Linked DNA regions of Mus musculus: region 2 is linked to region 1. A link is a contact called in public HiChIP or PLAC-seq data. All regions are on one chromosome and are shown on one strand. Each heading gives the region's core, a stretch centred on a gene start, on an enhancer-like site or on the middle of the called end of the contact. The rest is flanking DNA. Distances are from core to core; before and after follow the strand shown. Region 1 holds the start of Ereg (epiregulin). Region 2 has its middle 17 kb from the start of Areg.

Evidence for each region. HiChIP or PLAC-seq counts read pairs in DNA pulled down with a chosen protein or histone mark.
Region 2: an HNF4G HiChIP or PLAC-seq map of pancreatic cancer cells shows a contact between it and region 1. The contact joins the enhancer-like site here to the promoter of Ereg in region 1. A contact is called at or near these places in 1 of 39 promoter capture datasets (macrophages), 2 of 484 Hi-C or Micro-C datasets (macrophages and muscle stem cells), 1 of 115 datasets of contacts at active chromatin or transcription factors (pancreatic cancer cells) and 2 of 9 other capture datasets (adipose tissue and pancreatic islet).

The regions. Positions count from the first base shown.
Region 1 is chr5:91,070,381-91,077,524 of GRCm38.p6, reverse strand. It overlaps Ereg (epiregulin), which reads right to left and starts at 2,908. Exons shown (of 5, transcript NM_007950.2): 1 at 2,720-2,908. The coding sequence starts at 2,765. It overlaps Gm19610 (a long non-coding RNA gene), which reads left to right and starts at 2,590. Exons shown (of 3, transcript XR_001784889.2): 1 at 2,590-2,851; 2 at 4,147-4,343.
Region 2 is chr5:91,119,420-91,126,563 of GRCm38.p6, reverse strand. No RefSeq gene overlaps it. Among named protein-coding and RNA genes, the nearest start is that of Areg, 17 kb to the left of the region's middle. Within about 2 kb of position 2,948, at least 5 of the 459 cell types and tissues checked have an H3K27ac peak or open chromatin away from gene starts, as enhancers often do. A contact at or near this core is called in pancreatic cancer cells, where this site is marked.

The DNA of each region.
Region 1 (7,144 bases), core at 1,659-4,158:
AGTGTCTGCATTGACCATTATATCTGGCTTTATTCAGTGATTATTCAAGGATAAAATGGGGTGATGGGGTTTAAGATGCTTAACACAAAACGTGGCCAGCCCACAGCAGGCGTTTGGTAATAGATGCTTCTTGTCTTGCCTCCTGGATTTGGATTCCAGTGCCGAACCAGACATCCCAATTATCTAAGCTGCTCAAGTATCGAGACAATGCAAAAGGCACCTGGGGTATGGGTCAAAATCCAGACAGGAGAGTCCCTTCAGCATGCCTTCTTCCCAGGTGTGTCATCTCAGGTTATGCCAACAGTCTGGTAGATCATCCCAGGGTCAATAGAAGACAACCCCGCTGTCTCACTGAGATTCTGCTTCTCTTAGTTTTGAGAAAGATTATTTACTCTGCTTTATTCTTTCACCATGTAGTGAAGCCACACCAAATTGGCTGTGGAGATGCCACTCATGAATATCCTCAAAACCCCATTTGAACAGGAATGAGAATTTCTGACCTCAGCTCAGGCCTCACTACACATAGCTGCCAACTGCAGAGCTCAAAATTAAAAAAAAAAGTCTCACCCTCTCTCTGATCTCACAAGATCAGAAGAGACAAGACAGCTGTACACTTACTGATTATTCAGAAAACCATTCATAGCTGAGCTATGTCCACCCTTTTACTTTTAATGCTCATTTAACTAAAAATGCTAGTCAACTTAGACCTGGCCTCTCCCAACTTATCATGTTTTGTCTGGGAACGTGGGCTGGTTTTCTTGTACACAAAACAAGAGCATGGATCTCAAACTTTTGCAAATATAATAGTAGTGAAATGGCTGTATGTAGTAGCTACTTGAAACTGCATACGTTAGGGATGGGAAATCTCTCATAATCATAAATGCACAGGCATTCCACAAAAGCAATAAAAGTATGCGTAAGTCTAAAATATCACTTTCCTTAGAGGGACAAAGTGTGATTTCTAGGCAATCTTTTCTTTAAGGAGGAGTACAAATTCCAATATCAAGTGGCTTTCTTTCTTTCTTTTTTTTCTTTCTTCCTTTCTTCCTTCCTTCCTTTCTTTCTTTCTTTCTTTCTTTCTTTCTTTCTTTCTTTCTTTCTTTCTTTCTTTCTTTCTTTCTTTCTTTCTCCTTCTCTATGCTTTGTACTGAAACAATAAGACCTGCCTACATACCAGGCTATAAAGGTACAATGTAGAACTCCAAACAGGAACTTTTCTAGTGACAAGAAGTATCTCAACAGACTGGGAGAACAGAAACTGACCTAGCTCATTTGGAACCGGGCTTGGCGCCTGATGAAACAGGTGAACTGTAATTAAGGACTGCAATAAAGGAGTTAAGCACTTTCATGACAACAAAAACACACACAGCACACCCCGCACTAGGCGGCTAGCAACCCCATTATTCACAGACTCTTGCTATCCCACATTAGCATATCCACTGAGATGCACAGAATAGACAGTTGCATTGTCTGGATACACCTTGTAAGTGGAAAAACAAAGTCACTCCACCACTGTGACCTTTAGGTTCATGCCTAACTTGAGGAAGACTGTCACCGATTGGAGTTTATCCTTTTCAGAGACCTTAAACTAAACACAGTGAAGCCACGTTGCTTAAAATTGCTCTTCTAGCAAGGCATTCTTAGCTCATTTTTGACAGAAACCACAGATCCAGTTTCCACTTGGGTTCTTGCCCTTAAACGTGTAATCTCTAAGTATGCATAGTATGTACTTCATTAGGGTTCCCAACCCCTGTAAGGCGTGTCAAAATAATAATTTAACTGTCGCATCCTGCACAGGAAGCGTCTCAGGGAAATTTGTCTCATTGCAAGTTCAAGAAGAATGTGGGATTGATAACTTTTATTTCCTTATTAAAACGTTCATCTATTGGGAAAGTTTATATATAACTCTTAAATCATCTGGCACTTAAGAAATTAGGGACAATTGGTTAAACAAAATAAAGCAGAGAGAGAGAGAGAGAGAGAGAGAGAGAGAGAGAGAGAGAGAGAGAGAGAGAGAGAGAGAGAGAGAGAGAGAGAAACTTTGCAAATAATGGGATTCCCACATTTGTGCCCCTGCCCACAGAGCTAACTCATTTCAAACAAGAAAACTACCCATAAAACAAACAAAAACCTCTCTAAACTACCCATCTTTAAGCCTGGGAGGCAGGGGCTGCTGGGGAAAGCAGCAGGTGAGAAGTCTGTTGGCAGTTGCTTCCTGGACCTGACCAGGTAGCCTTGGCCCCAGCAGCCCTGCTGGAGCAGGCACATCCCAGAGCCCCCTGGTTGTAAACTGGTCCTTTGCACAAAGGTCTCTAGCAGGCTGAAGCAATCTCTTCCTGCACCACCCTAAGAAAGTAAATCATTATCTATCAGAGATACTGTCCATACCTTTGGGGTTCTAGAACTGCTCAATTTTCAAAAGAAAGTGGGGGCGGGGAGGGGGGGAGAAAACCTTTAAAACTTTTAAAAAGTTTTTTTCAGTAAAATTGATATTAATTCATGCATAACATAAACTAGTCATGAATTTATCGACAAAAAGCAACGTCAACCGACCAAGTCGCACCATCCCGCACTTCCCCAGCCCCGCCAGTGAGAAAGACAGACTCACAGAAGACATCCTCTTAGACTGAGCGCACTTTAACAACTCCATACTTGTCCTATGACAAATGCACCGCGCCTTCCTCCCCCTCTTCTCCTCTTGGGGGCGTCGAGGGCTTACCTAGACAAAGCAGCGTCAAGACCCAAGAGGCAGGGAGCGTCTCCATCCTTCTTTCTCGGTGCAGCTTGCGGAGTGCGCGGCGGCCAGCGGGAGCAAGGTGCCTGTGGCTGAGTTGGAACCGAGCTGATCCAGGTACCAGAGCCCACCAAGTCGCTGTGACTCTGAGCAGCCAGGCAAGTGAGCTGAGCTACTCGGCGCAGCGCAGCGACCTTTATAAGTCTGGGGAGGTGCCTAGGCACGCGAGGACTTACTAGCGGGTTGTCCAGGGTTTCCTAATGCCACCCCCCGGGGGGAGGAGTGGTGGCCAGCGGAGGACTGGCCAGATGTCATCCTCCCTCTCAGGAACACCTGAGAGGAGGGTTTCAGGAATGAATGTCCTTCTAGTGTGGCTACTCCCCAAACTTTTCCATCCTCCTTGTCTTCGGACTCAAGCCCCGAGGAGGTGGGGAGCTTGGACCAGATGGGTTGGTTTGCTCTATGGGGTCATCTGCCGGGTAGTGGGTGGCTTTAGTTGCTGTGGGTGACTGTTGTAGTCAGGGCTGTGTTTCCAGCGCATACTTTTGGAGAGTTGAGTTGCCAACTCAGGCCGGAATAACTCCCTGTTTGGGAACATACTTGAAGCATGTCACTGGCTCCAGAGCTCTCTGCTCCTATTCAAATGCCCGGAAATGCCTTTCACCCTCACGCCTTCCTTCTCAGCCCCTCAGCTTCCAATGTGATTCAGACATTTATCACCTCAAAGTCTAGTAATTATGAAGAAAGCCCTATATTGTTTGTCCGTTCTGTCCTATTTGCTATCTATTGGCAAATTTTTTGAGTTAACAACTCCAAACACTGCCTTAATCCAGCACTCCTTGCTACAACAACTTTCCAGTTCTCTGTGCCTGTCTCAAATGCAAACTTGAATCGGTCCTTATCTGAGCTCGCACTAGTTTGTCAGACAAATTGGCTCACCACCTCACCATTTCTGCTTCTTCGCAGTTTCCTCCCATTGCTGATGGAGTCATACTTGGGGGAAAGGCTGCCTTTTATGAGGAACTAGGCGAATTAGTCTATTTAGCGTGGCTCTCGAGGCCCGGGATGTGTGAGTTCACAGGGATCTTGTCTGGTTTGAGATACCTTTTCCCTTGATTCATAGAATCTAGATTAGGCCCTGCGCTTCTGGTTAAATGACTGTGTATGCTTTGGTTTTTATTTATAAGTCTGGTTTTCATATCTCTACAGACATAGGGGTTTTTCCTCCCTCTGGGTTTTAGTTACATTCCTCTGGAGAGATTAGGAATAGTCAATTTAACACACAAAGAGATTGGGATGGAAAATGGAATCTGAATGATTTTTGCCTAGTACATTTGTTGATTTTCTAGCTCAAAATTAGAAAATGGATTGTTTATAAATTCTTTTTTTCCTGTTATTTTCTCTCCCTTAAGTCAAGGTCTTTGAGTGTCCGCACATTTTGTTGTTGGAAAGCAATACTGCATTCTTTTCGTGGTGAAGACTTAAACATTTGAATGGAAATCCTTGAAAAGCCTGCTCAGTCTTTCTACCCCGGCTCATGATGAAGGAGGCTTAAGACTAGTTAACTATTGGAGAAGATAAGGGGCGTGTTAAGCACAGTGCCTAGAAGGTCAGTGCTCCCTGAAAGTTCCCACTCTTACCTGCAAATGCCCACTCCTAAGGGGTACTTGGTAGTTAATCAATATTTACAAGTCCAGGGAAATCCAGGAACAATAGATTACAGGTAGGCAAGCTTTCTCTGTTGACTCCAATTTGTTGAAAGGGCAGATGGTAAGGAGCTTCACAGTGATTTTTTACGTGTGTGTGTGTGTGTGTGTGTGTGTGTGTCTGTCTGTCTGTCTGTCTGTCTGTGTATCAATGGCTAGAGCTGAGTAATATAACATTGGTAATGGGTTGTAGCTTTGTGGGTCACTTATAGGAGTCATACATTTGGTAAACCAGAATAAGGAAAAAGAGATTTGGTTACAAATTAGAGCTGAAAATAAAAATAGCTCAAGTGCCTGAGGAATAAAAGCAAAAGAGTGGGTCATCAGCTGGAGTCATCAGCCTCCAGCCTCCACGGTGACTTGTGCTACCTGCACAAGTACCCTTGCAATAAGTGAAAGAGAGGAGAGGGGACCTTGCTCACTCACTCACTCTGGTTCCTGCCTCCTTTCATTAGATGGAGTGCTGTGCCTTCTGTTCATAAAACAAAATAAAGGGATGGAGTAGGAGAGTAACAGGGCCATACTGACAGCAGGCAGCAAAGGGCCAGCTCTGGCACCATCTGTAGTCAAGATGGATTTTCACTCTGTGGCTGATGCCTGCATGAGGGGAAAATTCCTCACACGTCTCTTAAACATTTCCACAGCACATGCCCTTCAGCCGGCTGGCTTCTAACATGGTGTGAGGAAATCTTTTCTTTACTGGGTCTGTGTTTACTCAATTTTGTAGCCATTACTTCTCCAGCGTGACTCCACCATGACACATCAGGAGAGGTTTGCTGCTGCCTCCGCAAAATAGTATTCTGTATTTAAAAAAAAAGGAACAATTTTCATTCATTGTTACTTCATACATAGTATAAGGTACAATCATAATTCCCCTTAAAGGCAGAAACATGTTCGAGTGACTGCTGAACAGTTGGAGAATAAAATAAATTTATAATTTTCCAACTAGAAAGATGATGCTAAAACATCAGCCCGATCAGCAATCCCCAATTTGACATGTATGTGAAATTATTTTAAAGAGATTAGTAGTCTTAAGACATCTTAAGAGGTTAGTATATACAAATTACATATACATGTTTAATATTACTTAAATGTGACATTGAATTCTTACTGTGATTAGTAAGTATATTCAGTTTTTAAAAGACACTGAGTTCATTATGGCATTGTAGCATGTGCTTTTAGTATCATCCTTGATCATACTTTCATACATGTCTTTTCCTCTTCTACCCTCTCTTAATTCCTTCCTAACCCTGGTAACTCCTTTCCTGCAAACCTCTTTTTCACACTTCTGTTTATATGCTTTATTTTGTGACTCACTGGGCCTGCGTGACTTTACTCAATGTAATTTTTTTCCCAGCGCCATCCACTTACCTGCTGATAGATAAGATTCTGGGGTGCATATATTACATATTTTCAGTATCCATTCATCAGTTGATGAATATATAGGCTGCTTCCATTTCCCAACTTGTGTGAGTACAGCAGCAGTGAACACGAATATTCAGGTATCTCTGTAGTATAATATAGTGTGTGTGTGCATGTAGGTATCTGTGTGTGTGTCTCCTGTATGTGTATGCATGTGCCTGTGTGTAGCTATTATGTGTATGTTTGTGTGTGTGCATGTTGGTGTCTGTGTGTATCTCATGTATGTGTGTATGTCTGTGTCTGTCTGTATAGCCATTACATGTGTGTGTTTGCATGTATCTGCCTGTATGTCTCCTGTGTGTTTGTGTGTGCATGTAGATGTGTGTGTGTATATGTATGTATGTGTGTGTGTGTAGCCATTATATGTGTGTGTGTGTGCATGTAGGTGCCTGTATGTCTCCTGTGTGTTTGTGTATGTGTGTGCATGTAGGTGTCTGTATGTGTCTCGTGTGTGTGTATATGTGTGTATGTGTGTATAGCCATTACATGCCCAGGGCAGCATGGCTGTTTCATGAGTTAGTCTGATTTTCTGATAAGCCTCCAGAATATATTCATATTCTGCACTGAACTGCACTAGTCTCTGTTCCCACTGGCAGTGCATAAAGGTTCTCCATTCCCATCCATGTCAGCATGGTATTATTTGTTTTCCTAATGATTGCCATTCTGACTGAGATGAGAAAGGATCTTAGAATGGTTTTAATGCTGGCTAATGATATTGAAAATTTAAGTGTTTTCTAGCCATTCCTATTTATTCTTTTGTAGCCTCTTTGTCCACTCACATAGTTCATTTTCCTACTGAGTTATTTTTTTATTAATGTTTTTTTTTTTTTTTTTAGTTAGTTTCATACTCTGGCCATTTATCCTCAGTCCAGGACATAGATTTCAAAGATCCCCTACCCCTGCCCTCACTTCCCTGTGGCTGCTTCTTCTCTAGACTCTGCTGAATAGAGGCATCTTGGTTTTATAAGAGTTTGTTTGTTAGTTATTTGTCTTAATTCCAGAGAAATTTTTCTACCAATGGGGTTGAGGCAGGGTCAGATGGACTCACTGCAAAAATCTACCAGAAACTCAAGTACAACACCAATACTGCTCAACTATTACCTAAAGTAGCAAAGGAAAGAAGGCTTCGAAACTCTTATGAAGCCAGCATTATACTGATATCAAAGCCAAATAAAGAAAAAAAAAGTATAAAAGAAGAAAAAAGATAACTTTACACCATGATCTTCCTGCTAAATTCAGATATATGTCCGGGAATTCCTCAATAAAATGCTCACAAACCTGG
Region 2 (7,144 bases), core at 1,699-4,198, 49 kb before region 1:
TCAGATGAAGATGTAGAAAGCACAGTGCCTGCCTGGATGTTGCCATGTTCCCACCTTGATGATACCGGACTGAACCACTGAACCTGTAAGCCAGATCCAATTAAATGTTGCCCTTATAAGAGTTGCCTTGGTCATGGTGTCTGTTACCAGCAGTAAAACCCTAACTAAGACAATAAGTCTGTAAGAATTCTAGGGTATTCCGAATGCTGATGGCAAGAGGAGTGACTCCTGCCATCAGCATTCCATCTCAAACAGCTTTATTGCTGGCATCCCCCAGCATCTGTGCTTCAAGCACCACCCTCCTTACAGAGGTATCCTTTTTCCATGATTCCTGTTCAGCAGTACAGATGTTTCCAACTGTGATGTCATCATGCCATTATTTCTACAAAATCAGGTCATTTCTGCTATGAGTACAGTCTTTTGGTAGTGGATATGTTTTTGTCATAAACTAAAGTGTTTACACATAAAAGGATAAGTGAGGTTTGTTTGTTTGCTTGTTTGTTTGTTTTTTTGTGACTGTACTAATTACTGAGCCAGTAATTGGGTGCTCACCTCTTAAGCATCTGTTTTCTCTCTTTCCTTAGTAACCAAGTCCCAGGATCATGCCCACTGGCAAGGTGCTCAGCTAACATTACATTCTCCAGACTTCCTTAAAATTGATGGTGGCCAAAATCCTGTTAGTGAAATGTCCGGGCCTTGACAAACAAATTGATGGTGTAATTTCTTGAAAGGTCTGTTGAAGGACATCATTGATGGTGTGGGACACATTACTGTCATCTTCTCTCTCCAGTCTTCTCAGCTGCCTAGCATATGAACACTTGGCTGAATCTCCAGGAGTCATGTTAGACTATGCATTGACCCTCAAACTGATATACTCAGGTTCGTTTTGTGGAAAATAAGCAATGAGCCAGAATTTCTGACTTGAAAAAGACACTCCAGCTGTATGCATATACATGTTTTAGCTCTAGACTCATCTTACATAACTTTTATCTTGCGGATGCCATTATTTTAGGTTTTATAATTAGTGCCACTGAGGCCAATGCCAGACAATCTAGTAGGCAGTAGTCTATGTTGTATTCTGTGATACTCCCCATCTACACCAATCTCCTGCAGGCAGAGAACACCAGGAACCCAACTAAAAGTAGCATCAAGAAAGACTCCACGGAAAGCCATGTGAGAACTTGTAAGAAAAGATGTGGAGCATTTGAGCTCATGTTTGGCAGCCTGAGGAGGGTTTAAGGAAGTGGAGCTTTGCTTATGGTTGGATGCTATGAGACTGGCACAAGTCTCTTACCAAGTCCTATAGTTTGAGACAGGCTATGGCTATAGTAATTAAGAACCATAGGCCACCTATATGTCAGGTGAATGGAGTGTTTGATACGTTGTGGTTTGAACAGTGGTTAGGTTTGTCTATGTACAGTCATACCTATGATGATCTTGCATTTGCCGTAATCCTCCCTTGCCTTGAGTGGCCTTGTATGGAGTTAACGGTAAGAGAAAATGTTCTCAGTAGTAGGACATAAAGATGTAGGCAGCAGTGCCATGTCAGCCTGACAGCCAGGCTGCCTTTCTTCCCCTGGTCTCACGGTGCTCAGAGCATGGCATGTTTTCAGTGTTCGCTGAATGAACTGTATAGCAAGTACTTAGTAACCAAACCAAGAACACCGAATTACCGTCTTTACTTCATAGACACTGATTGAATTAATTTACATTCCTTATATCGTCTTTATCTTATACTTCTCACTTGAATGAGTTTATGTCCTTTTCAAAGCCAGATTTACACGACAAGCTCATGCAATGACAACTTTCCATTTAAAACCAAAGCTATGGGCAAAGATACCCGGAGAGCTACCAAGAATGAGAATAACTGTATCCAAATAAGGATAAGTTGCAAAAATAGAACCAGGGTGTGCAATATCTGTTTGTTCACCACCCATATTTCCAAGGTCCATTTTAAATGCACTGGACGTACTTAGTAAATAATATTATCTGTCACACAGTTCTATTGTTTACTATACCATAAAATAATTCATAATTTACTGCTGATTCTGAAACCAGTAGCCTGAGTTCACATTCACATTACTGTAATGCATTCACATTACTGGAAAGAACCTGTATAAGTAGATGTGATCATACAGTTTAGATAACATTTACGAGTTCCTGTTCTAAGCATTTAATTGATTTGTTTCCTGTGATAGTCATAAAGCCCTGTAAAGCTAATTTCAATATTGTCTCACACAGGAAACCAAGTCATGAAGTAGCTTTCTAGAGGTCACATATTTCCTGCATAGAGATAGTTTCTAAGCCCAAATCTCTTGCCCCCCCCCCAATCTAATGTATTTGATCTCTATGAAGTAATACAGCTAGCATAACATGAGACACACAGTATGTGCTCAAAAGCGTTTTTAGAGTAGAAATTAGTAGCTTGATAAAGTGTTGGTAGTACAGGCAGATAAGCATGACTCCATGACTAATGAAGAGGAACAAAGACCAAAGCTGCTCCTGATCTATAACACATATAACAATTTGAAGGGAGGTTTGGGAGAGTGAAGTCAGCTACACCTACAGCATTAAGCTCTATAGTTAGGGGTGAGGCCTTGTGAGATCACCTCGATCCACATCAATATGCCAGTTGATGGTGCCATTTTTTTAGTGTTTGTTTAGACAGTCACATTGTTCAGATTTCCTGAGTTCAGAATATTTTTGAATATCTTGTAGTGTAGAAATTGTGTGCCTTCTTGCTATGTCATAATTGTATGGTACATATGATGTGTGCCAAGACATATAACCGAGGCTGAACACTCTCTCCAGAAGGAAAGTCTTGGTGGGGAGTCCTTGAAATGGGGATCCTAATGAGACTGTTGTTCTCTATTTAGCATGGAGGGACCTGCCTGCTTGATGAGTCAAGTCTGCAGAGTGTGTATAGATATACTCTAAACCAGGTGAAAGGTCAGAACGTTTATCTTGGTACACAAGAGTAATACAGAAGGAATGGTAGTGTGAACAGGCTGCCACAGAGGTTATGTGGCCACTGCTCTGTGTAATGACAAAGGTGTCTAAGGCCAAAACAGATCTCCACGTGAATTTGCTTGAGTGAGAGAGGATGCGGAGGGGATGCTACCTTCCTGCTTCTTGCAGTTGTTGTGGTACAAAGAAAAAGAGTGCAAGTTTTACACGTGCTGAAGAGCCTGTTCTTAGATCCAGAGGCTTGGAGACCATTGAAGGAGTTGGACAGTAAAGAGCAATAAAAAATAATATGAATGATGATTAAAAAAAAAAAAAACAAACTAAAGAAAAATGTTGTTTGCTAGCCAGTTCACTGTACTAAATAACTTTCCTCACAAAACTTGGGGAAAATGTTGATTTATCAGGGACCTTGGGCTACAGTGCAGCTTTAGTGGCTTTGGTGAGTCTGATATTAGGTCTTTAGTAAAGTCAGGGACGCTTTAGGAGAGGGTCACATATTCCCTACATAGAGAGTTTCCTACAGAGATGGACTTAGATCAGCATGTGAACTGGCTCTACTTAGTGCAAAAAAAAAAAAAATAAGTAAGAACAGACTAGAGGGGCAGGCAGTCCCCCACTGAACCACCCCAACACCCCACTGTGGAAGACTGAGGTTTCCAGGAGTGGGACCCTCCCCAGGTTCTCCTTTAGCAGAGTTGGCTAGGGCATCTCTCAAAGGGAGGTTCAATCCAGGTGACTGAAAGCCCTGCCCTATATTAAATTATAGATTTATTTTTTTAAATTGATGTTACAAGGTATTTGGGCGTGGGTAGGTGCTGTAGCATCATGTGTGTCTTGGTTTCTATGAATCCTATGGGTGTCAGGTTGAACAAAAACCAACTGATGGACATAAATATAAAACAATATAGTTTAAAAGGATTAAGCTTTTCCTAGGGGTAGGCTATTCCTTCCTCGGGGTAGAGGGTATCTATTTCTCCACAGCAAGGGGACTTTTAGGGGTGGGAGTATACCACTGGGATGCCACTGGGGACTTTCTCTGGAGGATGGGAGCTATGAAAGCAATCCTGTGTGGTTGGAAAAAATTGAAATCAACTCCTATTAGAGTGGAGAATATCAAATCGGGTAGACTGCTTGGGGGATATGACAAAATTATGAAAACATCATGGAGTCAAAACAGAAATTATTCCTCCAGCCCATAGACCTTTCAACAGCCTGCTATGACCTGTGAAAACTGGATCACTCCTGGGAGGGTTGGGTGTGCGGTAACCATCCACCACAGAGACTAAGTACTACAATATTAGATGATTCTGATACTTCTTTCCTCTATCCCTTTAACTATTCAACTCCATCTGACAGCTGCTCAGAATAGATGACAATGGACTTTAAGAGCACTTCACCAAAGTTATCTTCACAACCCCTATTCAGCATGAGATGGTGATCCAGGGCTTTGTGTTGTTGTCCTGCTCATCCTCTGCAAAAAGAAAATTGCTAAGTGATATATATAACCAATATACCTTTAAGAGACATGATTAGCCCACAAACTACACAGGAGTCAAATGTAACTGTAAAATTCTTGGGAATTTTTAAGTTAAGTAAGACACAGATGATAACTATCAAGATGACTGAAAAAAATTCACAGTATCTTTGGTGTGTAAATGTTTAAAAAATTATAATTAAAACTAAACACTTCCTAAAGCAACAAGATTGGTAATTACAAACCCCAGGGAATGGGCTGGCCATCTCTTCCATTGTTAGCCATGGAAGAACCTAAATGCTCCCAACCCAATAAAGGCTATTGCTATTGGCTGCATTGCAGAAGCGAGTGTTAAATCTTATTGCTTAAGGTATCCTATACTTTGGTTGCAGGACTTAGAGAAGTAAGGTAATGACTGAACAGAAAATACCTCGGTCTTGCAGGATAGCAGCTATACAAGTAGGGCTTACTAAGGTTTCTGGAGAGAACCATAACCCTAAATTCCACTCAGGCATAGGTTCTGCATTCTATTTTCTTCATAGTGGACGTGTCAAACAAGAATGTGCCAATAGACAGTAGACAGAATTAGCTTTCTGACTGGATTTAAGAACCACTACACAGTATCTGGTACCAGGAACTTATACAAAAACCTGTGGCCAGAAAAACTATAGGATCTAGTGGGAAAGTCAGCCAGTTTGGCTTTAAATAAATATTGTGCACTGTCTAAGCAGCATCCTTATATCCGTGCTTCTCACTGTGGGTTATTGCTACTGTCAGTGTCTCAGTCGAGACTTTTCTGTTTCTCATTTTCTTTCTTTTTTTTTTTTATATTTTTTTTATTTTTTATTTTTCCATTTTTTATTAGGTATTTAGCTCATTTACATTTCCAATGCTATACCAAAAGTCCCCCATACCCACCCACCCCCACTCCCCTGCCCACCCACTCCCCCTTTTTGGCCCTGGTGTTCCCCTGTACTGGGGCATATAAAGTTTGCGTGTCCAATGGGCCTCTCTTTCCAGTGATGGCCGACTAGGCCATCTTTTGATACATATGCAGCTAGAGTCAAGAGCTCCGGGGTACTGGTTAGTTCATAATGTTGTTCCACCTATAGGGTTGCAGATCCCTTTAGCTCCTTGGCTACTTTCTCTAGCTCCTCCATTGGGAGCCCTATGATCCATCCATTAGCTGACTGTGAGCATCCACTTCTGTGTTTGCTAGGCCCCGGCATAGTCTCACAAGAGACAGCTACATCTGGGTCCTTTCAATAAAATCTTGCTAGTGTATGCAATGGTGTCAGCGTTTGGATGCTGATTATGGGGTGGATCCCTGGATATGGCAGTCTCTACATGATCCATCCTTTCATCTCAGCTCCAAACTTTGGCTCTGTAACTCCTTCCATGGGTGTTTTGTTCCCAAATCTAAGGAGGGGCATAGTGTCCACACTTCAGTCTTCATTCTTCTTGAGTTTCATGTGTTTAGCAAATTATATCTTATATCTTGGGTATCCTTGTTTCTCATTTTCTGTCTTCTCTTTCTCTGTAACAGAGAAAAATTCCACCATGATGCACCACCAGCTATGTTCTGGAAATGGACATAAAAATATGTGAATGTTTGGTTTTCCAGTAAAGTTAAAAAAAAAAATAGCCAGATTTCTTTGTCTCCCCTTTCAAAGCACAGAAACATTGCTTAAGAGGCCAGAATCTAAGACCTGAAGGAAGGGGTGGAATAGTATGTAGCAATTTTCTCTAAGATAAAACTTTTGATGATACAGAGAATCTCTTTAGACCCACTGTGTTACAAAGGGAGATGAAACATCCCATTCTCTTGGGAAGCTCCTTAAGACTCAGGATGTTCTAATGAAAGGCCCCTTCAATCAATAAAGAAACAACTCCAAAGCTTCAGGAAGTCCCCGAAACTGACCAGACACATTTGCGCTTAAATAAGCAGTAAGGACTGCCAAGAGCTCTTTTTGGAGCAGCCAAACTGCCTAGAAGAGGTTGGTAGATCAGCGAAACTTCTTAGAAAAGGCTCAGCTCAACTGAGCTGCTGGAAAAGACACTGTCTAACCTATTAAAGTTCCTGCAAGTTATCTATGAGCTCCAGGATTCCAGATTTTGTGAGTTGTTACCCATGCTGGGGTGGGCTTTGGTGATGCAGCTGTATTTGAGTCATTCTGATCCTGTAAGTAACCCCTCATCCATACTCCAATAAACTCATTAGTTCACTCAATAGGACTTTAGTGGTATCTGTGCTTGGATCTGTCATGAATTTCCTATCTGGGTTGGATAGACCTGTTCATGTCTCCCAGAAATAATGTCACACAACAGTCATTTAATGTGGATCTGCTTTTGAGAAGTAAAAAGTTAATGTAGGAGTTAGGGTGTATCTGGCTTTTCTGAAAGGATTGATATGTGGCCAGCCTTCAACTGCAATTTGTTTTTAATAGCATATTCTTGCTACCTTCTCAAATATTCAAAGTTCATCTTGGGGGAAAATTCAAAGTGTATATAAAGAGAGAACAGTAATAGATATAGGAAATAAAAAAAAAAAAGTTCAGCCGGGTGTGGTGGTGCACACCTTTAATCCCAGCACTCAGGAGGCAGAGGCAGGCAGATTTCTGAGTTCAAGGCCAGCCTGGTCTACAGAGTGAGTTCCAGGACATCCAGGGATATACAGAGAAACCCTGTCTTGAAAAAAACAAA